Regions from separate parts of the Mus musculus genome. Here regions 2, 3, 4, 5 and 6 are each linked to region 1. The links are chromatin contacts, called in public promoter capture Hi-C and targeted proximity ligation maps. All regions are on one chromosome and are shown on one strand. The core of a region is the stretch at or near the end of the contact, and the rest is flanking DNA. Distances in the headings are between cores, read along the strand shown. Region 1 holds the start of Yif1a (Yip1 interacting factor homolog A (S. cerevisiae)). Region 2 holds the start of Grk2 (G protein-coupled receptor kinase 2). Region 3 holds the start of A930001C03Rik (RIKEN cDNA A930001C03 gene). Region 4 holds the start of 2010003K11Rik (RIKEN cDNA 2010003K11 gene). Region 5 holds the start of Kdm2a (lysine (K)-specific demethylase 2A). Region 6 holds the start of Scyl1 (SCY1-like 1 (S. cerevisiae)).

The links. Capture Hi-C pulls out chosen DNA fragments and counts their contacts.
Region 2: a contact with region 1 is called in a targeted proximity ligation map of microglia, with 5 times the contacts expected there. A contact is called at or near these places in 4 of 130 datasets of targeted methods (embryonic stem cells, memory CD8 T cells, microglia and 1 more).
Region 3: a contact with region 1 is called in a targeted proximity ligation map of bone marrow-derived macrophages, with 4 times the contacts expected there. A contact is called at or near these places in 6 of 39 promoter capture datasets (the 3T3-L1 cell line, the SN4741 cell line, embryonic stem cells and 3 more) and 4 of 130 datasets of targeted methods (bone marrow-derived macrophages, extraembryonic endoderm stem cells and pancreatic cancer cells).
Region 4: a targeted proximity ligation map of embryonic forebrain shows a contact between it and region 1, with 2.1 times the contacts expected there. A contact is called at or near these places in 7 of 39 promoter capture datasets (the HPC-7 cell line, the SN4741 cell line, erythroid cells and 4 more), 2 of 484 Hi-C or Micro-C datasets (CD4 T cells and LSK cells), 7 of 130 datasets of targeted methods (craniofacial prominence, embryonic forebrain, embryonic stem cells and 3 more) and 2 of 9 other capture datasets (adipose tissue and liver).
Region 5: a contact with region 1 is called in a targeted proximity ligation map of pancreatic cancer cells. A contact is called at or near these places in 2 of 39 promoter capture datasets (3T3-L1-derived adipocytes and erythroid cells), 1 of 130 datasets of targeted methods (pancreatic cancer cells) and 1 of 9 other capture datasets (adipose tissue).
Region 6: a promoter capture Hi-C map of adipose tissue shows a contact between it and region 1. A contact is called at or near these places in 2 of 39 promoter capture datasets (both in liver), 1 of 130 datasets of targeted methods (pancreatic cancer cells) and 2 of 9 other capture datasets (adipose tissue and pancreatic islet).

Annotation. Positions count from the first base shown.
Region 1 is chr19:5,087,191-5,090,342 of GRCm38.p6, reverse strand. Yif1a (Yip1 interacting factor homolog A (S. cerevisiae)) reads right to left here and starts at 1,805. Exons shown (of 8, transcript NM_026553.4): 1 at 1,595-1,805; 2 at 713-924; 3 at 467-571; 4 at 261-339. The coding sequence starts at 1,625.
Region 2 is chr19:4,304,707-4,308,107 of GRCm38.p6, reverse strand. It overlaps Grk2 (G protein-coupled receptor kinase 2), which reads left to right and starts at 1,886. Exons shown (of 21, transcript NM_001290818.1): 1 at 1,886-2,206. The coding sequence starts at 2,094.
Region 3 is chr19:4,437,601-4,441,119 of GRCm38.p6, reverse strand. It overlaps A930001C03Rik (RIKEN cDNA A930001C03 gene), which reads right to left and starts at 1,797. Exons shown (of 3, transcript NR_045990.1): 1 at 1,731-1,797. It overlaps Rhod (ras homolog family member D), which reads left to right and starts at 1,677. Exons shown (of 5, transcript NM_007485.5): 1 at 1,677-1,900. The coding sequence starts at 1,769.
Region 4 is chr19:4,497,256-4,500,733 of GRCm38.p6, reverse strand. It overlaps 2010003K11Rik (RIKEN cDNA 2010003K11 gene), which reads left to right and starts at 2,151. Exons shown (of 2, transcript NM_027237.2): 1 at 2,151-2,490; 2 at 3,120-3,478. The coding sequence starts at 2,215. The coding sequence ends at 3,218.
Region 5 is chr19:4,395,313-4,398,676 of GRCm38.p6, reverse strand. Kdm2a (lysine (K)-specific demethylase 2A) reads left to right here and starts at 1,600. Exons shown (of 21, transcript NM_001001984.2): 1 at 1,600-2,366. 9430078G10Rik (transcription initiation factor TFIID subunit 4) reads right to left here and starts at 2,793. Exons shown (of 3, transcript XM_030251152.1): 1 at 2,784-2,793; 2 at 1,227-2,347; 3 at 36-566. The coding sequence starts at 2,793. The coding sequence ends at 36.
Region 6 is chr19:5,769,956-5,773,319 of GRCm38.p6, reverse strand. Scyl1 (SCY1-like 1 (S. cerevisiae)) reads left to right here and starts at 1,901. Exons shown (of 17, transcript NM_023912.3): 1 at 1,901-2,100; 2 at 2,457-2,597; 3 at 2,768-3,117. The coding sequence starts at 1,990.

The sequences.
Region 1 (3,152 bases), core at 556-3,055:
TCTACAGAGTGAGTTCCAGGATTCCAGGACAGCCAGGGCTACACAGAGAAACCCTGTCTCGAAAAACCAAAAAAAAAAAAAAAAAAAAATCAAGGTCATTCAGGAAGTTTCCTACTGGTCATCCTGTCAACTTAGTGTCTAGTAACAGTCCCACGTGGAAAGCTCCAGGAATGAACGCTGGGTCATTAACAGAATCGTCTTCCTAACTATGCTCAAGGCACAAGTCCCCTTTGTGGCCAAGCCCCACATCAGAGACTCACTGGGGATATAGAGGTCAGGGGCATTGAGATCTTTCCGCGGGGGCAGAGGCACATCATGGCTGTATTGCATTTTCCAGTTCTGGCCGTGGCGAGGTGGTCGGGTAAACAGGAGCAGAGAGAAAGAGAGAGAGGGTTGAGATCTGATGATCAGTCAGGTTATCCGCGAGTGGGGAGAGGCTGGCCAGCTCTCCTGGTGGGAAGCTCACCTGATGTGTGTATGGGAAGACCAATAGCCCTAGCTTCTTAGCGACATAGGCTGTGTCCACAGCAAAAAAATACTTGAGTTTGTTCACGGACACAAAACGGTGCAGCTGGAAGTAAAGAGAAGAGGCTATGGATGAGCCCTACCGTGATCCTTCCTAAAGGATGCCTGGGGAGTAAGATGGGATCCTGTGACACCCCAACCCTGGCCAGAAGCCCTGCCTCCCTCCTCCCGGGAGCCCAGGGCACACCTCTTTGTGCACTATGTCCTTCCCTTGGGATGCTATGGAGGTGCCATAGGCCATTGCCATATTGGCCACTGGGTCTCCAAGCAGGTTGTTGACACTGAAGGCTACATCAGCTCCTGGGGCTGGGTATCCGCCCAGTTGGCTGGAATAACCACCACTTGTATCATCGAAGAGTGGAGGAGGGTCTGGAGCTGCCCGGGTCCTATGCTTGGAACCTGCAGGTGTGAGAGGACCAAAGTAGATTACAGAATTACAGAGCAAGAACCCAGACCACTGCCCTTTCCCCAGGCTGGGAAGCTGTGCATAGGTCCTAAGGCACCGAACAATTGAGGAAAAGGCAGGATGAGTTTTAAAGTCGATCTCCTATCCTTCGGGGGGTCAGGGTGGGGGATCATTTACTGCATGCAGTGGGAAAGGTGTGCCTAAACATGGCTACCCATTTGGGGTTTCTAGGAAGTCTCTCAAGGGAAATGATCTCTGAGTACTAGCGAGTGAAAAGACGTTTGCTTGGGCACAATCACCGCAAAGACATTCCTTGACTTAACACAGGTAGAAAAGGCAATATTGGCTATTCGGAGTCCCTGGACAGTGGTCAGGAATGCTGCCCGAGTTGTAAGAGGGAAAGGAAGTTCTGGAGGCAAATTCGGTACAAGCAGGATTAGACTTGAGGATCCCAGTAGTGCTGTCGCAGCCTGATCTCAGGACTGGCTAGTAAGGGCGAAGTCCAGGACACGCTGCAGTGTGGCAGGGCAGGAACCCGAGAGACACTCTCCCCGCCCTGGGCAGCGGTCACTGCAGACCCTCTCCAACAGAACCAGTGGGTCTCTCAGCGTATTTGGCTCCCCGCTGCCAGGCCGCGCCCCGCCCTCCCCACTCCTCACGCACCGTGGACTCCATATGCCGAATGGTAAGCCATGGCCGTGACGTTCGCTCTACCCAAGGGTCGTGGGTACTTCGCTGAGTCGTGGGTACGAACACTACTGAAACAGCTACTTCTCTTGCCTGGTCCTGACCGAAGTTACCCGACGGCCCGACACGTCCCAGGGCTGTCCGATCGCGGCCGCCATGTCCTTGGCGTCACACTTCGCTGTCTACCATTGGCTCGTCGGAAGAGCTGGTTCTCCCCCTTTACACTTTCAATTGGCTACTGGTGAGCTCTCTTCCAATCGGGTTTTGTCATATTCAACTTCCGACAGATAGGGGGCGGAGCTACTCAAGATGTTCTCGGATTGACTAGTAGGCTGGCTAATTTGCGGCGCTACCAGCCAATAGGTGAGAAGGAGTTGTAACTTAGTTCCGCGTCTGCGCCAAGAGGCGCTTGACGCTCCTTGCCACGACTACGCCAATAGGAAGATTAAAGTCCTGACCGACCCAACTAGTCAGGGCACAAAGCTGGCTCCGCCGCAATGCAGTCCAAGAGGAATGCGGCGGTCGGTCAAGCTCTGACTGATCCCTGCCCCTACTCTGTGCTCTTTCCTCCAATTCACTCCATCCTGTTTTGGAGCTCCGGCCTGCTAGAAATTGTTGTTGTTGCCCGCACCGGGAGAGTGACAGCGCGGCCCTGAGCCCTGGAACGCTGACTCCTCCTCCGCCCTCCCACTCCTTTCAGAACTGGTGCTGTCCGTCGGCTGGTGCTGAAAATGCCCTGTAGAGTCCGCCGCTGGGCTCATCCCCGAGGGCCTCTGCTGGGAGGGTTTGGAATCGCGCTCAATACGTTATGCACACACGCACTCACACGCACACACGCGCTCACGCATGGGGCAGGAGACAGAAACTGAGACCACCCAGAAGATACGAAGTCCTGGTGGTATACATGGGACAGGAATCTGTACTGGGCCTTGTTCCATCGCTTTCTCCAGTGGTCCGGGAGATTTGGGAGGCAGAGGTGTAGTGACCTGTCTCCTGAAGGTCTCCTGAGTCATCACCAGTCCTGTGATCTCCAAGTGAGGCCCGTAAGCTTCACTCCTAGTCTCCTAGGCTCTTTTCTTCCCACCCAGGCTGTAACCACTCCCATCGTCGCTGGAGACAATCCCTCCAAGGGTCCCTCTCTCACAGACTGTCAGGTACTATTCTCTAGATAGCATGACACACCCTCGGATACTTACAGCTGACTAACTACTCAGCGTTTAGTTGCATAAGGTCAGACTTTTCTGATCCCCAAACTCAGCCCATGCTGTCCAACAGCTGCTTTTGCTCCTCCGCCTGGGATGCGGGAGATATGCCTTTCCCTTTTTATCCATTTGTCCAAATCCTTTAAGAGTCATGTTAGCTTGCTTGTGAGATGGCTCAGCAGACTGCCAAGCCTGAGAACCTAAATTCAATTCCCAGACGGTGGAAGAAGAGAGCCAACTCCGAAAAATCTTCCTCCGATTTGTACACTCGAGCTATGTTAAAGTGCACCTCTTTGCACCATCCCGCCCAGAGAGAGATACACAGAACAAAT
Region 2 (3,401 bases), core at 637-3,136, 780 kb after region 1:
AGGCTACATGGTGAGACTCTGTTTCAAAAAAGCTAAGCACAGGTTACTGTTCAACCGAACCTGGCTTGGGCAGCAGAAAATTGGGGTCCAAAATGTCCCCTTAAGATTTTACACTTTTGACAGGTGGTGGTGGCTCATGCCTTTAATCTCAGTACTTGGGAGGCAGAAGCAAGTTAATCTCTGAGTTCAAGTTCAAGGCCAGCCTGGTCTACACCCTGTTCCAAGACAGGGATACACAAGGAAACCCTGTCTCAAAAAAAACAAACAAACAAACAAACAAAACCAAAGGAGACTTGGCAGTCTCAGGTGGGTATAGTGGCACACACCTTTGACCCCAGCGCTTGGAAGACAAAGGCAAGCAGATTTCTGAGTTCAAAGTCATCCTGGTCTACAGAGTGAGTTCCAGGGCAGCAAGGGTTACACAGAGAAACCTTGTCTGGAAAAACCAAAACCAGAAACAAAAACAGGACTTTTCACTCTTGGTAGCTCTGGGGCACTAGACAGCTGTTGTTTGGCCTTGAATGTACAGTAATCCCATCAGATCTAGATTTGGGGACAGCCATTCTGGTCAGAGCCTGTATCAGAGGGCAGTTTTAGGAACCCTGAGAAATGGACAGGTCAGAGGACTCTCAGGAGGCTGTAGTGGTGACCTAGGAAAGGAGAAGTAGAGGCAGGATCTGTCTAGAGATGTCGTCCGCTGACAACCTTTCTCCCCTAATAGGATTTGTTTTCTTCTGAAGGAGTCAAGAAGTCAGGGGAGTCGGGATACTTGCTTTGCTGGACACGAACTGGCAGGAGAATCAGGTTCTAAGTGTCCATGCCTGGGGTGGGAGTGTCCTGGCAGCCTGGAAAGCAAAGAGGTGCTCTAGAGAGGTGTGCAGTTTAAATTGCTTTCACTCATTTGCTTAAGACGGGGTCTCACTCTATAGCCCTGGTTGGCTTTGACTTTACAGAAAGACACCTGCTTTTGCCTCTCGTGTGCTAGCCAGGTAAAGTAGACAGGAGTTGGCCAAGGAAGAAGGCACAGAAGGGCTCAGTGGGTAAAATGTTTGCCACCAAGCCTGAGGACCTTGAGTTCCATCCCTAGAGACCCATGTGGTAAAAAGAGAGAACTGATGGTCAAATTGTCTGTCCTCTAACCTCCACATGTGCATACACAATCAATCAACTGATCAGTCAATCGATCGATCAATTAATGAGTTCGGCGTTCATCAGAGTGTGGTTTAATGGACTATGCCTTTAATCCATTTCAGCACTTGGGAGGCAGAGGAAAGCAGATCGCTGTGAATTAGTGGTCTGCCTGGTCTACATAGTGAGTTACAGACTAGCCAAGGCTACACGGGGATACCCTCTCTAAAACAAGAACAACAACAAACGTTCATGTCAGGAGTGCGGCCCAAGCTCTGAGTCTGGGGTCCTGTTGGGAGTTTGAAGTCAGGATTGTCATCTGGTCAGGTCAGGAGTCAGGGGTGGTAATGATGGTGTGACTCTGAGAGAATGTTCAGAAATTTGAGTATAGGAGTCTTGGTCGGTGTCAGGATTCTTGTTAGGACCCACGGTCTTGGCCCTAGTGGAGCGTGCAGTCTAGCATGCTGAGATGGGATCCGCGTTTGTGGTCATGGCTTGGGGTCTGAGGTCATCCTAGAGTCCTTGGTGGAAGACTCAGGTAACAAACCAGGACTGAGACCCGTGTCTCGGACCCGAGCGGTGCAGCCTCTAGGGGGCGCTGTCGCCTGCCCGCCCGCCCGCCGCCCGCCCGGCTCGGCCCCTCGGCGGCTCGCTGGCGCTGTGCGCGGCAGGCGGGGCCGGAGGCGGCGGCGGCAGCTCCGGGGCGCGGGCGAGCGGGTGGTGGTGGTGGTGGCGGCGGCGGCGGCGCCCCGACTGCAGTCCCGGCGGGAGCGGAGCGCGAGCCGGGCCGGGCCCGAGCCGGCGCCATGGGGCGGCGCCGCCTGTGAGCCGGCGACGAGCGAGGACCGGGCGGGGCGGCGGCGGCGCCGAGGCCCACAAGCCGCGCGGGCCGGGCCGGGCCGAGCGAGCGGGAGCGGAGCGGAGCCTCGGGCGGCGGGAGGAACAGCGCCGCCGCCGCCGCCAAGATGGCCGACCTGGAGGCGGTGCTGGCCGATGTGAGCTACCTGATGGCCATGGAGAAGAGCAAGGCCACGCCGGCCGCGCGCGCCAGCAAGAAGATCCTGCTGCCAGAGCCCAGGTGAGCCCGCCTGTGCCGGGCCCCACGCGCCGCCCCGGGATCCCGTGCCCTAGGGACCCCCTCCGCCCCAGGTTCCGGGGACCTTCTGCCCCAGGACCCGGGAACCCCTTCTACTCCGGGGACCTTCTGCCCCGGAGACCCCATTATTCTGGCCGCCCCAGGACCCGGAGACTTCCTCTGTCCCTGCCGCCGCAAGGCTTGGTGTCCGCAAGCCCTGGGCGCCCCAAGTCCAAGCTCCTAGCCCTGGGCCGCCCTGCCGCTTCCTGTATCTCACTGCCCGGCCTGGTCGCTGTCAGCCCCTGACTCTGCTGCAGCCTTCTTTCCACCCTGATGCTTGGCTCTGCCCTCTACCCTCTCGTGTTCCCTTGTGGTTCCCTTCCTCAAGTCTGCCTCTGTTTACCCGATTGTATCACACAGTCTGTTGCTCCCGTTGGTATTCCACTACCCTATCCACTCCCCGTGGAGTGGGTAACACTCTTGTGAGGTTTGTGGAGTGAAGAGGACCAATTTGAAGACTTTTATTTATTTATTTATTTATTTATTTATTTTGCCTTCCCCTATGGTGGGGTCACTATGGGATTGGGTTTGAGAGTGCTTTCTGGGGACAGTGCAGTGTACCATTCCTGAGGGCTGCGCTCCGGTGGGTGAGGGAAGTCCCTACTTTACCCTTTTCCCCACTTGTGGTTCCTTATGGGTACTTTTGACCAGGGGACCTCCCATCCTACAGCAGATGGACCATGCTGCCACCTCTCTACAAGACAACTGATGTCATCGCACCTGGTATCAAAGTTTAAACTGTCCAGGATGTGGGTGCAGAACAGGGCAGGATGTGAGAGGTGTAGCTGGGGCTTGTCCAGTATATTATGGTAAATAGACTTATCTTCCTATTTGAGCTGCACAGGAGACCAGAGAGCGAGTGAGACAGGTGTAGTTTTGTTCCCATAGAACAAGGTGTGTGTGTGTGAGAGGGGAAACAACTCAGACTGGAATGGCTTGTGCAGTGTCACCTGGCCTCCACATCAGGGCTCTCAGCTTCGAGTTTTATGTTTTGTCCTGACCTGAAGGGTGGCCTGGACGTCTGTCCTGCATCTGGAAGAGGAGATGTGTCCACCCACCAGGATGCCTCCTGGTGGGTGGTGAGGCCAGTCCCAGTAGCCTCCCATGCCAACTCCTTTAACAGCCAAGAGTTGGCCTT
Region 3 (3,519 bases), core at 548-3,047, 650 kb after region 1:
CGGGAAAGGGGCATCCAAAAGGTGGAGCTGGGGAGGCTTCTGGGAGGCTCCTTCCATACAGCTGACCTCTGGCCCAGAGGGAAACTGGAAACTGCCTCCTTGAGACACAGTGAGGATCAAATAGGGCTGAAGGTCCTCTTCACTGCCTGACTTTGAATACAATGGGAGATGAAGTCATGGAGGTGAAACCCAAAGACTTCTGACCATGGTCCACTTAGCTTCCATTAAACACCCAGTCTGAGGTCTGGGGAGACAGGCGAGACCTTTTTCCCCTCTTTTTTAGACAGAATATCTAATCCATGCTGGCCTTGAACTCACTGAACAGCCAAGCTGACATTGAGCTTCAGATTTTCCTGGCTTCACCTCATCAGTATTGGAATTAGAAGCATGGATCTCCAAGCCCGGTTTATGTGGAACTGGGAATGGGACCGAGGCTTTCATGAGTGCTGGTTAAGCATCCGGGCAGCGCGGCTACATTTCCAGCCCACTTATGCTCACCAAAAGTTAAAAAGAAAAATCTGATCACAAAGAAGGTTGCGGAGATTTAGAGAAAAGTAAGATTTATTCCTGAAATCCAAAGTGCTCCACCCTCCAGATACTAGCTCCTCAGCCAAGTCCCGCCCTCTGTCCTGTCGCTAAGAAGTGGGGGCGTGGCTACCTTGCTCCAGTCTCTTCGAAGAGCCCCTTTTTCCTTTCTCCTGTCCTGACACCTCCTATTCTAGGCTTCTCAGAGTCGAGGTTTTGATCGGAACAGTGCAGGGTCCCCAGACTCTAAGAAACTAAGGATCATCTGCATTGATTAAACATTATACCAAAGAGCTGGAGAGATGGCCCAGAGGTTAAGAACATTGGCTGCTCTTCCAGAGGATCCCGGTTCACCCACATAGTGGCTCATAATGTCTGTAACTCTAGTTCCAGGGTTTCCGAGTGCAGAGGACACCAGGATGCATGTCTATGTCTATACATGCAGATAAAACGCCCACACGCGTAAAAAATAAAACTAAAAGGCCATCATACTATATACCATAATATGAACCATTCATGACATCTGCCATGTGCCAGAGCTAGCTCTGAGCTCTACAGATGGACGGTTCCATAGTTTTCCTTAGCTCACTGGCTGCCTGGGTGAGATGCGTGGTAATTCCACCTTCATTGAAACTTCCTGGAGCTGGCTGAAGAGGTCCTGCAGTGACCCACAAGGGCATGCCCGGGCCACTCCTTTCTCATCTGGCCTACAACATTTGGAGGAGGTCCGCAAATAGCAGAAACTCATATTCATTCATTCATTCATTCATTCATTCACCCACCCATTCATTCATAAAAATAACCTCCCACCCATGGCAGATAGTCCAGGTGCTTCCTCCTTCCCTGTCCCCAGCCTCTCTCCAAGTACTTGTCTACTCTCCCACGAGCCCTGGGTGCCCTCTGGAGGCGTAGGTCTCCGCTCACCCCTGCGGCCTCAGCGACTGCACGCAGTAGGTGCTGCAAAAGTCTTTCTTGAGTGTCTAGACAGGACGCCAGGAGACCGGACCCCAGGAGCGTCCACCCTTGGGCGGGCGCCGCACCCCCATCTTGTCCCGGGCTTCTCACCTGAGCTGGGTGTCCCCCGCCCCCCGGGCCGCCTCCTGTCCCGGCCGCCCCGCTCCCACTTCCTCCCGCCGCCCCGCCCCTTCCACATTCCTGTCCCGCCGGGCCAGCCCCGCGCCCGCCGCAGCCAGCCCGCCGCGTACCGCCTGCTGCTCCGCGCACCGCCGTCCGCCAGCCAGGGATGAACGCGTCCCAGGTTGCGGGAGAAGAGGCGCCGCAGAGCGGGCACTCGGTCAAGGTGGTCCTGGTGGGCGACGGGGGCTGCGGGAAGACGTCACTGATGATGGTCTTCGCCAAAGGGGCCTTCCCAGAGGTGAGTGCCCTCATCCTTGGCCCTGCGCTGGGGACACCCCCCATGTGCGGGTCTGCTGAGAGCTGCCTCGAAAGAACCCAGCTCTAGCCTCCTAGGGGGAAATCTCAGCAGGGCCTGGGGTCGAAGGCAGAGTTTTTCAGTTTTAGCCAGTAGAAGCAAAGTGGGACTAATAGCACTTAGGGGGAGGGGTGTCACAGGGACTGAATTGGGCCACCTAGGGAAATAGCAAATCCTACGAGAGCAGTTGTTGTCACTACTTGGCGACGAGAGTGTGAGGACTTTGGAGCTCGACTGGCAGCAGTAAAATCAAGCCTTTGCCTCTTACAGCTGTGTGCCTTTGGGCAAGTCCCTTAACCTCTCTGAAGGTTAACTACATGATAGGACTGAAAGCCCCTACCCGAGCGTAGTATAGAAAAGAGTGCTGAAAGTTAGTTGCTGAAAGTTAGTAAGTGATGTTCGTCGGGCGACATCACCTCTTCTCCATCCACTATGGTGCAAATCCCCATGCTTTACCCTAGAGAGGAAAACTGGAACACCGACCCTTCTCTGAAGAGTCTGATTATGCCATACTTCGACTCTAACCAAGCCTCAGTTTCTCAGAGCAACCTGATAGGGGGAAGAAAGCTGGGACAGTGAGGCTGAAGGCTGATGGCCGGCTCGGTGCGGTACCTGGTTGCATCCTGGCTCTCTGGGCTTGTCACTGTGAGTCCTCAAGGACCCCATGACCAGAACAGTGGCTGAGCCCTCCTTCTGTGCCTCCACGAGGAGTGGGGGTCCTGTGTGTTTGTGGGTTTGCCTTCAGCAGCAAGCCTTCTTTTCCTGTCCCCACGTCCTTCTGGCCTCTGGGATTGTGCAGAAGTGGGTAATTTGATGGAAGGAGCCAGAGAAGCTGACCTGGCAAATAGGGCACAGTCTTGCTTGCTACTCTGAATACCAGTGGTTTTTATGGTTGTTGGGTTTTTTTTTGGGGGGGGGGGTTGTATTTTTGTCGTTTTACTTTAGTGGTTCCTGTTTTGTTTTTGAGACAGGATATTACTGTGGAGGCCTTGTACGCTCAGTCCTCCTGTCTCTCGGCCCAAGGATTGCTCAGATCACGTGTATGCACCACCATACCCATCTCACAGCCTTTGGTTTTGTGGTTTGCAAAGCTGACGTCACCTTCTTTGACCAGTTACAGTTTTTTTGTTTTTAAGTATAGGAGATATTTTCCAGGTCTTTAGGTACTGCCCATGGGAACCCAACCAACGTGGGAACCAGGAGATCAGAGGAGGCACCTAAAGGTGGAGGGGGTGGGGAAGGCTCTGCAACACTGGCCTGGGGCAGGCATCCTAGACACTAGGCAGAAAAGTCCATGAACTGTTTATGGGGTTTTGTGTGTGTGTGTGTGTGTGTGTGTGTGTGTGTGTTCACAAGGTTTCTCTGTATAGTCCTGGCTGCCCTAGAACTTACTCTGTAGACCATGCTGACCTCTGCCTCATGAGTGCTGGGATTAAAGGTGTGTGCCACCACTTAAGAGGCTCATGAACCATATATGTTTTACAGGACGCACTGGAGTGAGTGGCAGAGGACCAGAGTGGTCACCAGGGGGGTGGACCAACCTTGTCCTTAGTCTTCCTTTG
Region 4 (3,478 bases), core at 902-3,401, 590 kb after region 1:
GTGCTACTGACCAACTATTTCTAGCCAGATGCTAATCTCTGTAAGCTGCTGCCTGATCTGTAAGAGGCGATGGTGACGCAAGTGAACTCAGAAGCAAGAAAATCATTTGACTTTAGAAGTTCAAGGCCAGCCTGGGCACAAGAATGAATGTCATCAACTTGCTTTGAATATGTGTCCAAGACCCTCTGCACCCCAGTTAATTCACACAATGACCTGAGTTCTTTTTGTTGTTGTTGTTCTTGTTGTTGTTGTTTTGCTTGTTTGTTTTGTTTTTTTGAGATAGGGTTTTTTGTGTGTAACAACCCTATCCTGGACTTGTAGACCCAACTGACCTCAAACCCACAGAGATCTTCTTGCCCTTGCCTCGAGTGCTGGAGCTCAAGGTGTTTGGTGGTGGCCTGCCTGGCTCTAGCTTGAGTTCTTTGTCACTCTTACACTGAGGGAACCAAAGAGAGAAGAAGGATGCAACCCAAGGTCACAGAGCTTTAAGCAATGAAACTGCAGTCTACCTAGAAGACAGTGGTCCCTGGAGCCTGAGCTTTTAACCATGTGCTTTGCTAGAATATTGAGGGCAAAGCTAAGGCTGGAGAAATTTAGTTCTCCTGACCCTGGCACTGTCCTGTTTTCTCTCTCTCTCTCTCTCTCTCTCTCTCTCTCTCTCTCTCTCTCTCTCTCTCTCTCTCTCTCTCACACACACACACACACACACACACACACACACACTCTCACACACAGAACCTGCCAGGCTGAGGATGTAGCAGAGTTGGCACAGTGCTTGCCTAGCGTGCACAAGCATCAGTGTTCCATCCCCAGCACTGTCTACACAAGGCATGGTGACCCATACTTGTAATCCAAGAATTCAGGAGGTGGAGGAGGGCAGAGATCAGGAATTCGAGATCATCCTCTGCCACATAGCGAGGCCCATCTGGGCAACATAAGACCCTGTCTAAGACAAAAGTCTGGCACTGAGATAATATTTACTATAGGTCATTTTTTTCTTTGTGTCTCTGTATGGTGTGTGAAGGGATTATGTGTGTGTGTGTACACTCGCACACATGTGTGTAATCTAGAAGTTGACACTAAGTGTCTTCCTCTGTCATTCTCTACCTTTAATTTTTTTCCTCTTAGTTTTTGAGAGAGGAACTAGCTGTGTAGACCAGGCTGGCCGAAACTCACAGAAATTCCCCTGGCATGAGCACTGAATGAGCCACCTTGCCTGGCCTCACCTTTTTACATTTTCAAATTACATTTATTTGTGTGTGTGTGTGTGTGTGTGTGTGTGTGTGTGTGTGTGTATTGTGTGTTCTTGAGAGCCACAGCGCATGTGTGGTGGAGAGAGGAAAGCCTGTGGCAGCCAGTTCTCTCCACCAGGTGAATCCCAAGGATCAAACTCAGGTTGTCAGGCTTGTCAGCAAGTGCCTGTACCCACTCGACCACTCCTTCCCCTTAGTTTTTGAGACAGTGTGTCCCACTGGGTCAGGAGTTCACCAATGCAGCTCAGACAGGGACTGCAAGTCCCAGAGAGTTTCCTGTCTCTCCCAGGTCTGGGATGACAGATGCATATCCACCTTTCCACAGGGGTACCAGGGAACCCAACCCAGATCCTGTGCAGCAAGCACTTTATGAGTGAGCCGTCCCCCCAGCCCCTGCAGGTCACGATTTTGGATGTGTGCCGCTGACCTCCAGAGCACTTTTCACCTTGTAAAACTGAAGGTCTGGAGCCATGAAAACAAGTACCGTCCACTGTCCAGCCCCTGCCTTACCCGATTTCACCCTGGTAGTTACGGTTTTGACTGTTGTAGAATGAAGCTATTCTGTTCTCTGTCCTGTTGTAGAAGTAATCTTTGCTTAATGTCAATGAGATGAGTGGTACGGCCAGCCAAGGCCAAGGCCAGAGGAGGCCGGCAAGGTCTCCAGGGTGGTGTGGTCAGAGAAGGCTGTCTGGAGGGAGGAGGGAAGACAATAGGAACCAGCCTAGCATTCAGAAGGATCCCGAGCTGGAAGCCAGCCTGCGCTGTATAGTCCCACAGGGTGAGAAGTCAATGGAGAGAATGACTCAGAGATATTTGGCCTCTGTGGCCTGCCCTTTGGTTTATGACAGCCACCTCAGCAGCACTGACCTTTGTCTACAGGTGATCTCCCATCATATGAGTGAAGGCACCAGGCCATCTCACAAAGCTAGTGGCTTACCGACCAGTGCTAGCTTCTAGGATCATGGGGACCAGCCTGCGTAGCCAGTCCTTTAGAGAACCCCGGCCCTCCTATGGGAGGCTCCATGAGTCCCAGGGGAGGTCTCTGGATGGCCGACTCCACAGAGCACTGAGCCTCAGACTGGGCCGTGAGAAGTCCAGGTCGCAGGTCCCCGATGGCACGGAAGGGCTGGAGGTCTCTGTCCAGGAGCGGCTGCCAGGGACCCTGGGAGACAAAGAACAGCTGATCCAAGGCCAGAGAGGAGGAGGCAGCCGGCGGTGGCTGAGACAGTACCAGCAGGTGTGGCTTCAAACTGAATTATCACTTTCATGGGGAAGGGTGGGGACTCCGGGCAGCAAAGGGTTAAGAGCACAGCTGACCTGAGGAAAGCCAAGCAAAATACCCAGGAATTGAATGCATTTGACTAAAAGCAGTTGTGATTCCCCTCACCCCTGTGGGCACTGGGGATTCACTGAAGGTTGGAGGAGGGTGGGCAAATGGGGTCTGGGTGGAATATGGTCAGAGCTGTTTCTGTTTTGAGATGGGGTCTCGATAAGTAGCCCAGAGTGGCCTGGAACTCTTGATCCTACTCAGTGTTCTGAGTGCTGGGAGTGCAGGCATATATTACCACACAAGGCTCTGAGAGCTGTATTAAGATGATTAATGTAATACTATGTTGCAAGGGTGACTAGAGCAGGAGGCAGGCAGATTGGCCAATGCAACTTCTGGCAAATTACCGTCTGTACCTCTCACACAGGATGAAGAGTAGATTTGCCCCACCCCTCCTGGCCCTTCGTCCCAGGGGGAAGGGTCTCCCCTCCCCCCAGGAGTTTAGCTTCTCTTTCATGGCTCTACCCCCACCTGGTGGCTGTGAGTGGAACACCACTTGAAGCCACTGCTATGATGTTTCTCCTACTTTGGTCTTCCAGCATGTGAAAAGAAGGTGGAGGAGTTTTGTCGCCAGCTTCCCCAGTGTGACCCTGAGTCAACCAGCCTCCCCAGAGACCTTGTTGGACACCAACAACTAAAGCTGCTGTGACTGTCCCTCACTCCACCGGCTCTGCTCCTGTGTCTTTTCATCTGCCCCTGCATGGCTTTTCTGGACTCTGAACTGCTCCAGCTTTTGAACTTTGTCTTGTGACCCAAGGAGGCCTCTGCCACCAGATCATTCAAAGCCCCCATGTGGCTGCTCTTCTTGGTTCTGGCACCTATCTCTTAGCAAAGATCTCCATAGGCCTGAAGAGGAAATACCTGGCTCTCTACCTTTTGGGTTTAAAGACTCCCTGGA
Region 5 (3,364 bases), core at 351-2,850, 690 kb after region 1:
GCGTCCAGGCCACCGTCCTTTGTGGGATTTACAATTTAAACGGGCCTCAAAGCACGAGATTGGCTGGGGAACTGCCCTGAGCGCAGTTGGGCTGCTCGCATGGCATTGCTGTTACCTCTGGCTGGGCTCCGTCGACGTCCGGAGCCCGCTTGCCCGTCGGGCGGCTGTCGAGCCGCGGGAGCCGGTTCGTCGGCAGGGCCGAGCAGCTTGGGCCGCCGCTGCCCCATCGCTGACCCTCGCGCGAAGCTGCGCACACAAACCGGAGACATTTTCTCGGCTGGGCCTCCCTCGCAAGCCGCGGCCCTGGGGTTAGGGGCGGCCCGCGCCCCTCTCCGTGGGGGGTGCCCCGACTCGCCGGGGGCGGGGTCACGTCCCACCCGGGCCGCCGAGGGCACCGGCGCTACGGAAACCTGAGCGTGGCCAACAGCAGGGGCTCCCTGGGCCACCTCCCTGGGAGCCTGCGGCCCGCAGTGGGGTGTGCTAGCTGCTGCCACCCCTGAGCCGTCGTGGATCCCACTGTCGCGCACAGCACCTGTGGACTCCCTTGTCAAGCGTCTGGAGCTGCCCTGAGGGAACAGAGCTCGGGACAGACATGCTACTGCTACCGGTTCCTGCCCCTTCGGAGCGGCGAGGAGTGGGTGAGGCGAAACCGGTTCGCTGCACGGACAGGAGCTCCCCCCGTGCTAAGGGCGGCCAGGCCCTGCAGCGGGGGGCGCAGGGGCCTACTCCGGGATGGCGAGCAGGTGGGCCTCGGCCGGCCGGCGCGTGAGGGAGGGCGCCCGGCGGGAGGGCGCTTCTTTCCGTGCACTCCCTGGGTCTGACAAGACCCGAGCACAGCACCCGGCTCTGGCCCGCTCCCATGGCATGACCCCGGGGGACCCCGCGTTGAAGCGGCCAACGGCTGCCCTGACCCAGGCCGTCTGGCCCACGTTTGTGTGACCCGTCTGACCACCCAGCAGAGGTGGCTCGAAGGGGAAGGGGAGATGCTTCCTACTGCTTGGGGCGGGGTGCTGTGTTTTGTGGGGGTCGGGGGTCACAACCCTCCCTAGAGTAGTGGGGGAGGGAGGGCGGCTGGCGCAGCTGGCCGGCGGTGGGCGGGGTCACCGGCGAAGTTGCGAGTGTGTGTGTGTGTGTGTGTGTGCGCGCGCGCGCGCGTCTGTGTGTGCGTGTGTGTCTGTGTGCGGGTGTGGGGGAGAGAGAGAGCGCGCGCGGAGGAGGCTCGCGACTGGCGCGCAGGCGCAGGCACCCGGTCGAGCCGGCGACCTGAGAGGAGGCGGGCAGGGAGCGGGGGCGGTAGGCCGGCCAGAGGGCGTGCGGGCTGACGCGAGGGGGGGAGGGCGGGGAACCGCGTCGGCGTCGCGGGGCGCGGGCGATTCGAGGCCGACGCAATCGGCGCGTGCGCGCTCCGGCGGTGTGTCCGTGGTAGAGGGGGCGGGGTGGGGTGGGGGGAGTGACGCGTGCGCGTTCACGTGTGTCCCGGAGAGCGGTAAGACGCGCAGGGAGGCTCGAAAGAGGTGGGGGTGGAGAGGCGACGGGAGGGAGGGGGTGGTGGTGAAGAGAGGGCGCCTGCGCAGTGAGGCCGGAGGAGCTGTGTGTATGTGAGAATCTGACGGGTTCAAAATGGCGGCGGCTGCTTCAGCGGATCCTCCTGTGTGAGGGAAACAACACCCCTCCCCGGCAGCGGCGGCGGCGGCGGCGGCGGGCCGCAGAGCACCTTTCCAGTTCCCGGGCCCGTCGCGGTTGTTTCCCTCCCGGGCAGTGGGCTCTTCGCGTGGAAGGGCAACGTCAGGGGGCCCATCCCCCGGAGTCCCTCCTCTGCTACTGGGGAGTAGCTGGGGGTGTACGGGGGATCGTCCCGCAGCGCGGAGCCCCGGCTCAGGGGACGACGCAAAGGCAGCCGAAGGCCCCCGGTCAGGGCGCTTCGCTGCTCCCGCCCTCTCCGCCCCCCGGGGCCGGGGCCCGCGTTCCGGGGGGCCGGGCGGCGCGGGGAGCGTCGGCCGGGCGGGTCTCAGCTGATCGGCCGCGGTTCCTGGGCTTCGGTAGCGGCTGTGGCCGGCTGAGGGTACCGAGAGGAGGGTGTTTCCCGCGGCCCGGTTGACCCGGGTCTCGGGCTGGGGCTGCTGACCGCCAGCTTGGGGGAGTAGCCGAGTGGTCTTGCTTCCCTGACGCCTCGGACGCGGAGTCTGTAAAAGCCAGAAGAGGAGGTTTGATTCAGTAACTGTTTCCTCTTTTCCGGGTCGCTCTGACCCTTCTCTGGATACTGGGTTAATACACAGAAATACCGAAGACGACGTTTGGGATTTTATTTTGTCTGTGTTTGGAATTTTACTTCTCTCTTGGACAAGAACTCAAGAACAAAATCCTCGGTGAGATTTCCCCTCCCCCCTCCCCCGCCCTGGGAAGTTTGGTTCCCGGTCTTATCTAAAGACTTAATGTAAAGTTTTTATTTCTTTGCAAGGGGTGAGCCACAGAACGCCTTTTCCCTAGGGGAGCAGTCGAGGTTTACCGCTTTGCTGTCCGGCCCTGGGGTGCAGACTGTGTCCCTCGCGACCGAGGCCGAGGAGGGCAGTGCCACGAACTGCTCTCGCAAACTATGTCATCGGGTCCTCTGAAAGGATTTTGTTAACGTGGCCGTATTATATTTACAAGAGAGAAAAAAAACATTTGTATATCCAATTAGAAGCCATTATTCTGGAGAAAGATATTTAGAAAAACGAAAACCCTTGCTTGGTGTTGTGGATTGATTGACGTGCCAACCGGCCTTTATTTAATGGATGTTTCACCCGTATCCATATATCGAGACGTTTCATTTATTATTTACTCATCTAGATTAGATGGTATTTTTGCCTCCGTTTGCAACTCTCAAATTTGTTCTGTAGTTGTCCACCTTGAGGTGGATGGTAGTTTGGGGAAGGCAGTTCCTTACTAGAAGGATATGGGACATTGGTTTGAAGTCTTTCTGTAAAACCAAATTTTTCTTGCCCTCTTTTTTTTTTTTTTTAATGAAAGTAACCTCCCCGTTTTGCTTATAATTTGTTATTACCTGTTTGAGAACTCACTGGTTTAGGGTCTGGCTTAGTTTTGTGTGTACTTCACCTTCACCTGGCCATTCAGCACTTTAGAAATAAAAGTCCTTCCTGGGTTTGGTGCTGCACACCTTTGCCAGCACTGGGCAAGCAGAGGCAGTCGGGTCTCTTGTAAGTTGGAGGCAAGCCTGGTTGGTCTATGTTGTAGTTCCAAGACCACCAGGGCTATGTAGAGAGATCCTGTCTCAAAACAACAAAACTTAAACACACACACACACCAGCAAACATACAGAAGAAGAGAAGTAAAAGTCCTGAGCCTTTTCACCTGCATTATATCT
Region 6 (3,364 bases), core at 652-3,151, 680 kb before region 1:
GGCTGGTTCCACTCCCTGTTAGCAGCTTTCCTCAGCATGTATCCCATGGCTCTGGCATCTTTAACATCTTTGAGTCTCCAAGGCAATTTCAATGTTACAGCTTCTTGTTTCAGTGTCTGGGATTCCACTTGATCTTTTGGACTCCTCCTAAGGGCTGGCATCACTTTTCCAGCTCTGCCCTCTGTAGCATTCTAAGCTCAGGTTGATCCACTCCACTATGGCTGCTGTTCTTGGTAATCATCCCATGGTACTGACATCTCCAATACACTGGGGTGTTCCACTCCAACTAGGCTTACCAATAGCCTCAGGCAAACTTTTCAGACAAGGGCAAAAAGTAGCCACATTCTTCACCAAAATACCACAAAACCAGTCTTAATGCCACATTCTGAAAATCTTCTCCTTTGAAATCTCTTGGGCCAGGTCAACACAGTTCAAATCACTCCCAGCAACAAAATCTTTCATATTCCTACTAGGATGACCCATTAAGCCTCATTTAAAGCATTCTACTGCTTTCCAAATCCAAAGTCCCAAAATCCACATTCTTTCAAATAAAAGCATGGTCAGGCCTATCACAGCAATACCCCACTTCTGGTACCAACTTCTGTATTAGTCAGGGTTTTACTGCTGTGAACAGACACCATGACCAAGACAAGTCTTATAAAAAACAACATTTAATTGGGGCTGGCTTACAGGTTCAGAGGTTCAGTCCATTATCATCAAGGTGGGAGCATGGTAGTATCCAGGCAGGCATGGCGCAGGAGGAGCTGAGATTTCTATGTCTTCATCCAAAGGCTGCTAGTGGAAGACTGACTTCCAAGCAACTAGGGTGAGGATCTTATACCCACACCTACAATGACACACCCATTAGGTCACACCTCCAGATTGTGCCACTCCCTGGTCCAAGGATATACAAACCATCACAGAGGTATTTTCTTAATAGGAGTACACTGGGCCAACCATATACAAACTATCACAGGGTATTGGCGCTCCTAAAACTGGAGTTATAGGAGGTTGTGGGCCAACAGAGGGTGCTGAGAGACATTCTGGAAGAAAAGGTTTATTCCTGGCTTTGCCATGTTCCAACTGCCAGCTCAGCTCAGTGACTCAAACATCATTCCCAGCTTCAAGCTCCTGCAGGACTCTGGCCAGCACCCATGTCCACTTTGGACATACTTCTCTAACAACAGTTTCCCAGACCTCTCAGGACATTTGTGTCACCCCTTGCCTATCTCCACCTCAACCCCACTCTCAAGGTCTCAAGTACCTTTATTGTAGTAACTAAATTCCTCGCTGAACCCCAAATCTGCCCATTGCCTGTTGAAGGAGCGTTTGGCTTAAGAGATAACCATTGGAGTTTGGAGAGACCAGGGGTTAAGAGCACTGACTGCTTTTCCAGAGGTCCTGTGTTCAATTCCCAGCAACCACATGGCAGCTCACAACCATCTGTAATGGAATCCGATGCCCTCTTCTGTTGTGTCTGAAGCCAGCTACAGTGTAGTCATATACATAAAATAAATATATCTTAAAAAATGAGAGCAATAACCATTCTCCTCACTACTATTACTTTCCAATCATACTGCCTGCCACTAGTAGCCTTTCTTTTCTATCTCCCCATCTCTTTCCACCCCTGCCCCCCCAGGTTTAGATAGGCCCTATTGTCACGCTCACTTCCTGAACCCCTCCCCTCTTCATTCTACAACGGTTGCACTCACTACTCTCTATCACACTCAATTTTTCTATCTATACAAGGCCACAAGTTGGGAGCATTCAGATGACCATCTTGGCTCACCCTTCCGGTCACGCTCCGCCCTGCCCAGGGAGGTCTGCCTTCAGTCCAGCCTCACTCCCGCAAGGCCCCACCCTAAAGCTCCGCCCCAACTCAAACCCCGCCCATAGACCAGACTGGCTCCGCCCTCGCCCCGCCCCGCCCCGGCTCGGGCGGCCGGAGGACCCGGAGTGGAGGCTCCCGAGCCCGTGGCGGCGGCGACGATGTGGTTCTTTGCCCGGGACCCGGTCCGGGACTTCCCGTTCGAGCTGAGCCCTGAGCCCCCCGAAGGCGGGCCGCCCGGGCCCTGGATCCTGCACCGAGGCCGCAAAAAGGTGAGATACTGCGCTGCTCCGAAGGCCGCGGCCGACCTCGGCCTTTCCTACTATGTATGCCGGCTTCGCTGTGTCGCGCCGGGCCTGACGTGGCGGCGACCGAGAATCCCGGCAACGGGCTGGGGAGCGGGGCGAGCAGTGACGACGTGGCGGGCGGAAGGACCGAGGGACGGACAAGCAAACCGGACGGGGGTCACGTGGGCCTGGCTAGCTCCTTCAGGGCTGTCCTAGGGCGAGACTGGCTGGAGTCCCTTCCCTTCTGTTTTGGAGATGGGCTCGGAGCTGCTGTAGCCCAGGCAGGTTGGAGAGATCACCCGGCCCGTGCCTCTCAGGTTGCTCTGTCTGTCCTCCACCAGGCCACAGGCAGCGCAGTGTCCATCTTCGTGTATGATGTGAAACCGGGAGCTGAAGAGCAGACCCAGGTGGCCAAAGCTGCCTTCAAACGCCTCAAAACTCTCCGACACCCCAACATCCTGGCCTATATCGATGGGTTGGAGGTACCTGTCGCCCGATCTACCCATCTTACTCTCCTCAGGCCCTCACTTTGTACCCAAGTGCTTCAGTAGCTTCAGATTTGGTATCTTCTCCACTGCCTCTTTCCCTGTCACGCCCCTCATCTTCCCTTCCTCTTCTGGCACCGTGCCCTGATACCCCTTTTCTTACTCAGACAGAAAAGTGCCTCCACATCGTGACAGAGGCTGTGACCCCCCTGGGAACATACCTCAAGGCACGAGCAGAAGCAGGTGGCCTGAAGGAGCAGGAGCTGTCATGGGGGTTACACCAGATCGTGAAAGCCCTCAGCTTCCTGGTCAACGACTGCAACCTCATCCACAATAATGTCTGCATGGCCGCTGTGTTTGTGGACAGGGCTGGCGAGTGGAAACTTGGGGGTCTGGACTACATGTACTCGGCACAGGGCAACGGCGGGGGACCACCCAGCAAGGGGATCCCGGAGCTCGAGCAGTATGATCCCCCGGAGCTGGCTGACAGCAGTAGCAGAGCAGTCAGAGAGAAGTGGTGGGTGCCCGAGGTCACCGTACCTTGATCTGCCCGCACTGAGGCTCCTGGACTCTGGCGACCCCTAGACCCGCTGGGAAACCCCTTCCCTTGCTGCCTGCCTGGCAGGGGAAGCAGGATCTCAGGAGGAGGTGGTTGGCTAAGAGGGACAGAGTTTGGGTGTTCGGTGCTTCTGGATTTGAAAGCTGTGTGTTGGAGGCAGGTGTCTGTCCTTCTCTGAGCTTTGGTGTCTTTGTTAAATGGGGCT